Linked DNA regions of Sus scrofa: region 2 is linked to region 1. The links are chromatin contacts, called in public promoter capture Hi-C maps. All regions are on one chromosome and are shown on one strand. The core of a region is the stretch at or near the end of the contact, and the rest is flanking DNA. Distances in the headings are between cores, read along the strand shown.

Region 1 (4,498 bases), core at 1,063-3,562:
TCTCAATTGTATTAAGCATTAACCCTCCTTTTTGTTTCTCAATATGAAGAGCATGCACAACGTGGGTGAGACATTTCAAACATAAAGCCCACAGTTTATTTCAGTCAAGGATGCTCAGAGTAATTTAAAAAGCTGTGGGGAGAAACTTTCATGTAGAACCATACACATTAGAAAACATACACAGGTATTTGGGAGTAACTGAAATGTATGTTAATTTTAAATGATCTACATCATTTCCCTGATTCAAGATGAGATTTTAAAATATTATTTCTCTGGAGTGGAATTATTTAGTTCACTTAATTCTAATCCCAAATATTGTGTACATCTAACACCTATCCCTGAGAAGGTTGTAAATCACTATTCATATACATACTCTTTGCAACCTTAGAGATTATATGGTTGTGCATGGACCAATAGAACTATTATATAACTTTTAGTTGTTCAGTAAAATAAAAAGAAAAACTTCCTTACAGATGGTTTCCAACTATTACTATTAGGGGAAATTGACAAAACTTAAGAATTCCAATTATCTACAATTAATTGTTCATGCTATAAACCACTGAAGAATTTTTAAAATCGTGTTTTGGCCTTTCATATCATAAAAACTTCTTTAGAATGTTTCAAAAGACATAATGTTAACAGGTACAACACTACCAAAAAAAGGGCAGTTATGATAAAATATCTGTGCAGGACTTCTGTAATCAACAATATTGTAAAAGACTTTAATGTGATGACCTATCATCAGTTATCTTGGATTTTTACACTTAGTAGTCCAGCAAAAAAGTTCTCTCAGACTCAAATCACCTATGACACTTTGGCTCAAAAATCACTTCCTCAATATAGATTCTATATTGTCACAAGTCTAAAAATTAAACCCTTAAGGAGGTAAATCGCTGAAAATGGAAAACAGTCTTTTCCAATCTTACTGTCAAACCGATCAGAAAGATTAATATTACTAAAATCGCCAATCAACAAACTATACACATAGTAATAAGCTGGACGGGGTAACTATGATGCCTGCAAGTTTATTAAGTGTCTTTTGTGTAATGATGAACTGAGTCAGAACTACAAGTTGAGAGAGTAGTTAGTACAATGATAAACAGGGCCACAGCACGAGATTTTAGTGGTACTCCAATATTCTTCACAAACACCACCAGATTTTGGTGTTTTCCACACCTGAATTTTTCTTTTGCCGATAACCAGACTGAAAGCAAGAGGAAGGAAATAAACAGAGAACCTCAGACAAGCAAAAGAGAACTGGGCTACTCACCAGCAAACAATCTGAATTCACTTCCGATTTGGGATCCCGCAGCAAGTTGTCGATTTTTTCAAACCGAGTCTCAAAACTGTCCCCAGTCGACATGTTGCTGCTACTGTGACAATACCCTCGTACCAGCACAAGCAGCGGAAAGCAATTTCAGCCAACTTCCTCCGGCGGTGGGTTCGCGGCCGCCGGGCGGAGGAGCCGGAACTCCAGGGTCACCAGGTGCGCGCGGTCCCCCTCCTCCCCCTCACTAAGGGGATCTCCGCTCTCCAGACCCCGGGCCGGGGGCGACGGCGACCCACAGCCGCTCGGATGCCCAAAGTAGCATCCCACCCGGCAGCCCCTCACGACAGCCGACAGCGCCGTCGCCACCAGACTTGTCGCTCCAGGCAAATGCTTCAGCCTAGCGGGCCCCGGCCGCCTTGGCCATGGAGAGTTCCCGGTCCCGAGATGGGCAGGAGGGGGTAGAGAAAGAGAAGCAGGGTGGAGACTCCTCCGGGCAGCAGGGGAGGGAGAGGAGGAAAGGCGAAAGCGAAGGGCGGGTGCGGAGCCGTGCCAGCTGCCGCCGCCGCCGCCGCCTGGGCCCCCGGCCGGGCCCGCTCCGTTCTGAGGCGCTGGAGGCGGTCTAGCCCTGCATCCCCGGCACCACTTGGCCCGGCCCGACGCACCGACCCGCGCCGGCCAAGAGCTGGTCCCCGAGGGATAGCCTCACTCTCCCATTTTGTCCTGGCGCTGCTGGGGCTGCTGCTGTGGCGTCCGGCGGGGCAGGGCGAGGTCGGTGCCCGATGGAGACTTAGGAGAGGACAGGCTGGAGAGCGGCCGGTAAAGGAGATGAGAGTCGGGTCCCGGCGGCTGCTGCTGGGGGAGCTCCTGGGAGGTGCTGCGGCCCCGGCTGGGGAAAGGGCGAGTCGCGACGGCGAACGCTTTGGGGGGTGGGGCGATGGGGGCCGTGAGGGACTAATATGTCCGCCTTCCTGTTCAAACAAACGGAGACCGCCGGCGTAGACTGCGCATGCGGGGCGCGGACGTTCGGAAGGGGAACCGGGCCTGCCTCGCGCGCGCGCGCGCGCGCGCACTCCGGCGCCTCCGCAGGGCCGGGCGGGGCTGGGTTGGGCGGGGCCGGACGGAAGGCGTGGCGCACCCCGGGCTTCGCGGGCGGGCGGGGTAGGCTGGCAGCCGTGAGGAGCCGACCGGGTGCGGCAGGCAGCGTAACCCTCTCGCCGGCAGGCTCTAGGGAGCCACGCAGCGCTTAGGAAGCGGCTGTGAGAGTCCGGGCTGGGGAGGAGCTCTTGCTGCCTCTAGTCGCGTCCTGGCCGCTGCCTCAGCTCCGCTTCCTTTGGGCTGCAACCGTCGGGTGAATTCTGGCAAGAAAGAAAGGGTGCTTGTTATTGTTATTTTGGAGCTAAGTGGGTTTTTGTTTTTGTTGTCGTTTGTTTCTTGTTTTAAGGGCAAATACCTTTCCGCCGGCAGGCATCAGCATTTTGGCACCACCGGTTTCAGGTCTTCAGTAGTACTGAGTGAACTCCACATGGTTTAACTCGCCTGTGCTTCCATGGGAAAATTACGAAGCAATGCAGTTCATAACCCTCCTAAACCGAGCGTGTGTGTCAGGGGAGCATTAAAATATTGACTCCGGAAGATCTAGTCAGTAGAAATCAAACTCAGTTTAGTTTAAAAAACAAGCCAAATAATAATTATAATCTCGTAGGAAAAATCCGTATTTTTAAGTTAATGTTACTAGTTGTCCTACACCATTGTAGTTCACTTATTGATGCGTAATCCTGACGTTTCAATTTCAAAACATTCAGTGAAACTTGGAATTGTGATTTTACCAGACTAAAGTAGAACGTGAAAATAATGGGCATGTCCTCTTAAATAAGTTGCGTCATTGACTGTACTGAGAGAGTGAGACTGTTCCCCAATCTGCTGATAAAGTTATGTTCCTCACTGCTTTCAGCAGGAAATCTACCGTAATTCGTATGTAGTCAATCTTTAGTTTTGCTCATAGGTCAAATGAAGTATTGCCAGAAATAAAAAATGTAAATGTTTTATCCCACACTGGAAAATGCTGCAGATGAACCAATTGTCTTTGTATGTAAAAATCACTGTGCAGCGTCTGAACAGTTCACCAACTTTCTGAAGTGAGTCAGGGTTTAGGAAAAGTTATATTATTTGAAAAATGTCTCTTCTCTTTTCATTGCATTAGATACAAGAAATAGATGTAAAATCCACTGTATAAATCAAGATAGGAAGTCCTCACAAGAATCATATCAAAAACAACTAGATGGGGAGTCCCCATTATGGCTCAGTGGTTAATGAATCCGACTAGGAACCATGAGGTTGTAGGTTCCCTCCCTGACCTTGCCCAGTGGGTTAAGGATCCGGCGTTGCTGTGAGCTGTGGTGTAGGTCACAGACGAGGCTCGGATCCCTTGTTGCTGTGGCTCTGGTGTGGGCCAGCAGCTACAGCTCCGATTAGACCCCTAGCCTGGGAACCTCCATATGCCGCAGAAGTGGCCCTAGAAATAGCAAAAAGACAAAAAAAAAAAAAACCTAGATGGAATTCAGGTATTTCATTAAATGCTTTTGCAGTGACTTTTCTTGGTTCCAGTGTTTTAAGCCAGTCATGTGAATTAAATTTATTTTTAAGCGTAGGGCTTAAAATAAATCTGGCAGTTGCCTTAGAATAAATTTTCTAAACCCTGCTTGTCCTTTTTTATTACCATTTTTAGGTAGTCTTAGGAATTTTGTTTTTTTCTCAGAGAACTGTGAGCATTATGCTGCTTTCCACTTAGACACATGAAAAAATGCAGCTAAGACAATTCATGAGTGGCACTGATAAGTGGGACTGAAAATCAGTCTAGCAAAGCTACCAGAAATATATGTGAGGCCTGTTTTACTGATCCACAAGGCTATTCTGATTATTGTAACCTATGCGGTGTCTTTTACATTAAGATGGATAGACTCTGTATCAGTGTTTTTGTTTTTTAATAGAAAAATCCTCACCTGTAAAAGAGTAGAATCATAGGACATTAAAGTTCCTTTCCAACTTTAAAATTCTATTGTCTAATTGTTACTAGTCTCTTCAAAAGTATTGTGAATATCTGAGATCACACTTGAAGAATAAGTTAAGATCCTAAGTGCAATTGCAAGCTACTGATTCCATGTATAAATATAAGAATATAATATTATTACACATAATAATAGTAAGTGCTTACCATGTTTTAGGCACTAT
Region 2 (4,823 bases), core at 1,400-3,899, 470 kb after region 1:
TCTCACTACCACTAAAATTCTTATCACTTGCAGTTGAGATTATTCAAATAACTGTGTGTACATAAATCTGCTAGCAAAACTTATGAAAAACACTTAACTCCACTGTAAAAACAATCCATTGTATATTGCTAATCTCCTTCATTATTAGAAAAATTAAAGTCACCTTTGTGCTATAATGAATTACCAAGCTATAAAAAGGGCCATCTAGCAAAAGGGGTTAACGGCATTCAATAAATTAAGGTCCTTTTTCAGTTATTCTGTAGGCATAATTTATCAATTTAAATGCCTGGTATAAAATCTTGAGGCTGATATTTTTTAAAAAATTATTTTTCACTGCAGAATTATAATACTAATCAATGAGAAATGACAGCGTATTTTCCCTCCCCAGGAAGTACTAAAATAGGCAGAAGCTCATAAAGCAGGGCAAGCTTTATTCTAAGAAAGATACTTTCAAAGTCACATATCTGACCTAAGGGGCATATACTGCATTCAGCCTAAAAGTGGCAATTGTCTCCGTTAGTTTTCTCATTTCCTCACATGCCCTGGGCCTGAATTTGCAGCTTCCAAATTAAGCACTTTTAAAGCACCTTTCATGCACTCTCACATCTAATTCCATCGTGAGATTTTTTTTTCCAAATTAAAAAAACTTCGCAGTTGGTGCCCCGTGTAAAGCAGAAACTAAAGAGCTAATCAGAAGAAGCTGAGTCAATACAGCATGGTTCACGACATTCAAAATGTTTTAAACTGAAATCCTGTTTTACCCAGTTTTTTAAAAATAATGTTTCGGTAGGGGAAAAAGCAAAGCACACCCACATCCTACTCTTCCACTAAGCAACATTCTTTTATTAGTTTCTGGAAAGGCTATTTATTGAAATACCACTTGATAATACTATTTAAATACGGTGTGTTGCAATTACTTCCTGCTTCAAGAATCCCTTTTCAGCTCTCCAAAAGCTTTACAGGAAACAAGGTTTACAGAACTTCTCAAACCTCAACGACTTAATGCCTTCTCCCTTCCCCGCCCCCTCTCCTGGAAAATACAGTACCTTTTGGGTTTTCAGAACTCAACCCCAGGAGGATGGGGGCGGGGGGGAGGTTGAGAGTGTGAGAGTGCTGTCCAATTTTTGGACTTACTATCTATCTCATTCTGCCTGAGTAAAACAAACCCCCGCTGCAAAATAATCTTACGAATAGTGATCAAAATCGAAGATCCAATTCCCTTCTGCTCGCATCGAGCTCTACAAACTTCTCTCGAGCCCTCAACGTATCCAATTTCTACTCCGGGGCAGCCCTACCCTGCGCCCAGACCTTCAAGTCCAACCAGAAACACTCTATGACCTTGGACCCGGGCCACCGCTCCCCTCCCGGGTTAAGGGCTGGGAAACCAGGAGCCCCACATCCCGCCGCGCAGACTGCAGAGGCCGCGGGGTTCACGCGGGGTCAGTGGGTGGCGGCGGGGGCAGGGGGACAGAACCGTAGCACCGCAGCTCCGCCGGGGCTGGTGCGGCTGGACCTGGGAGACACCGGGCAGGAGAGACGCCGGGGGCGAGGGCCAGGCCCGGGCTACCTGCGGACGGGCGGGCGCCAACACCGCCCCGGCCGTCGTAATGGATGCACGCCACCTCGGGGCTCCGGAAGCCCGCGCGGCCGCCGAGAGCACCGGCCCGACCCGATTCTCAGCCACGGCCCCTCATTACCTGTGACCGCCTAGCGGGATGTGGCAGGTGATGCGGCGACTAGGCAACCGACACGGGCAGGCTGCCTGCCTGCCTCGGGCGACCGCGTTCTCCGAGCCGCCCACTCTCTACCAGGGGCGCCGAGAACTGAGACCCGAGGAGTAGGAAGAGGCGTGCGAGGCAACGACCCAGAGGGTGGGACAGGAAGGGGGAGAAGCGTCCGGCTCGCCGGAGGGGCTGGCAGCAGCGCTGCGAGGACGCCGGGGGCGCGACAGCGGGCGGCGGAGCCGGTGGGGAAGCTCGCGTACCTTCCTCACTCCTGGCAGAGAGTCCGACGCGAGCCCGTAGACCGCCTCACATCCGGGTACCCAGGGACGCTCAGCTGCTTCTGCCGCCACCGCCGCCTCTCCCGCGGCGCAGAAACGGCAAACTTCCGGCGACGACGGCGACGCCTCGCCCGTCAGATGGGAGTTACCTGGGACCGTCTTGGGCGCGCTTGCGCAACGCTCCTCTTCTGCTCAAACCGGCTCAGCTGACATGCCCAGAAGACGAAGATGGCCGCCACGCTCGTTGCGTGTCACGCAGTTTTTCACCCCGTCCTGGACGGCCGGGCGTCGGGGAAAGGCGAGCCCGCGTCCGAGCCCAGCGCAGGCGTGATGGGAGGCTTTGCGCGCACCCCGCGGGCGGGCGGGTGCCTCAACTGGGAAGCGGCGGCCACTGGCCTTTCCCCGGATTGTCTGTTGGTATAAACCACCTCCACGCCCCCTCCCCCGCCCCCGTAGCGGTGGTGGTTTCTCTTGAAAAATCCCTCAGTATTGATTCTTTAGGTTGTAGGTACTGCTCTCTGAGACTAATAATTAACATACCTTTAATTTTTTTCTGATTTGTAGCATTATTATTTATTTAAATGACTTATTCTGACTTGACTCTGTATCTCATTGTTTTCCTTTTTTTCTGTTCTTTTTAAATTTTTTTCTATTTTATAGTGATTTTTATTTTTTCCATTATAGTTGGTTTACAGTGTTCTGTCAATTTTCTACTGTACAGCAAGGTGACCCAGTCACACATACATGTATACATTCTTTTTTCTCACATTATGCTCCATCATAAGTAACTAGGTATAGTTCCAAGTGCCTTTTCTTTTTTTAATTAATTAATTTATTTATTTACTTTTTTTTTTTTTTTTTTTTGTCTTCTTGCCATTTCTTGGGCTGCTCCCTCGGCATATGGAGGTTCCCAGGCTAGGGGTCGAATTGGAGCTGTAGCCACCGGCCTACACCATAGCCACAGCAACGCGGGATCCGAGCCGCGTCTGCAACCTACACCACAGCTCATGGCAACGCCGGATCGTTAACCCACTGAGCAAGGGCAGGAATCGAACCCGCAACCTCATGGTTCCTAGTCGGATTCGTTAACCACTGCGCCACGACGGGAACTCCTCTTTTTTTAATTTATTATACTTGATTTACAGTGTTTCATCAATTTCTGCTGTAGACCAAAGTGACTCAGTTACACATGTACCTGTATTGTTTTTCTCACATTTTCCTCTATAATGTTCCATAACAAGTGACTAGATACCATTAAAAAACAAAACAAAACAAACAAAAAAAAAACCCTATGGAATGGAGAAAATAGTTGCAAAGAATGCAACAGAAAAGGACTTAATCTCCAAAATACACAAACACCAACTCTTACAACTCAACACAACCCTGTTGAAAAATAGGCAGAAGACCTGAATAGACATTTCTCCAAAGAAGACATTTGGATGGCCAACAGGCACATGAAACAATGTTCAACATCACTAATAGAGAAATGCAAATCAAGACTGCAATGAGGTACCACCTCACCCTAGTCAGAATGGCTATCATTAATAAGACTACAAGTAACAAATTTTGGAGAGTATGTGATAAAAGGAAACCCTCCTGCACTGTTAGTGTGAATGTAAATTGGTACGACCATCATGGAAAACAGCGGGGCGATTCCTCAGAAAACTGTAGAACTACATATGATCCAGGAATCCCACGCCTGGGCATATATCCAGACAAAACTTTTCATTGAAAAAGAAAAATATGGGAGTTCCCATTGTGGTGAAGTGGAAACGAATCCGACTAGGAACCATGAGGTTGCGGGTTTCTTCCTTGGCCTCAATCAGTGGGTTAAGGATCCAGCATTGCCGTGAGCTGTGATGTAGGCCGGCAGCTACAGCTCCAATTGGACCCCTAGCCTGGGAACCTCCATATGCCATGGTGCGGCCCTAAAATGACCAAAAGAAGAGGAGTTCCTGTCGTGGCTCAGTGGTTAACGAATCCACCTAGGAACCATGAGGTTGCAGATTCAATCCCTGGCCTTGCTCAGTGGGTTAAGGATCCGGTGTTGCCATGAGCTGTGATGTAGGTTGTAGACAAGGCTCGGATCCAGCGTGGCTGTGGCGTAGGCCGGTGGCTACAGCTGCGATTAGACCCCCTAGCCTGGGAACCTCCATATGCCGTGGGAGCGGCCCTAGAAAAGTCAAAAAGACAAAAGAAAAAAAAAAAAGAAAGAAAAAGAAAAATACGGAGTTCCCATATGGATCAGCAGTTAATGAACTTGACTAGCATCCATGAGGACTCAGGTTCAGTGCTCTTAGTGGGTTAAGGAGCCAGTGTTGCCATGAGTTGTGGTGTAGGTCGCAGACACAGCTGTTGCTGTGGCTCTGCGGTAGGCCATTGACTATAGCTCTGATTGGACCCCTACCTGGGAACCTCCATATGCCCAGGGTTTAGCCCTAAAACGACAAAGAAAGAAAAGAGAAAAAGAAACATACCTTTAATCTTGGACCTGGGCCAGTGCAAAGTAAAGGGGAGGTGATCCACCCTTCTCTCCTTCCCCAGAGCCTGTCTAAACTCGGGACCTCAGCTTCTCCTTACATACCCTCTTCCTTGGGCAGCAGTGTGGTGTCAACAAGAAATTGTGGAAATTTCCACCAGATTTAACCATGGTGAGTGTTCAGAGAAAGCCTCTTAGAAGACTCTAGATATAGAATCCAGGGCTCTTGCACTATGATCCTTGGCTTTTGAACACAAATTCTGTGCTACTCTTTGCGTTGCACAACTGTGGGGATGGGTAAAATGGTACTCTTGCCTTTGAGAATCTGGAGAGTGGTGATCA

Evidence for each region. Promoter capture Hi-C pulls out the DNA fragments that hold promoters and counts their contacts.
Region 2: a contact with region 1 is called in a promoter capture Hi-C map of liver, with 5 times the contacts expected there. The contact joins the promoter of ESCO1 here to the promoter of ROCK1 in region 1. A contact is called at or near these places in 1 of 5 promoter capture datasets (liver) and 1 of 47 Hi-C or Micro-C datasets (embryonic fibroblasts).

The regions. Positions count from the first base shown.
Region 1 is chr6:106,312,686-106,317,183 of Sscrofa11.1, forward strand. ROCK1 (rho-associated protein kinase 1) reads right to left here and starts at 2,313. Exons shown (of 33, transcript XM_005653400.3): 1 at 1,271-2,313. The coding sequence starts at 1,363.
Region 2 is chr6:106,786,796-106,791,618 of Sscrofa11.1, forward strand. ESCO1 (N-acetyltransferase ESCO1) reads right to left here and starts at 2,650. Exons shown (of 13, transcript XR_002345055.1): 1 at 1,698-2,650.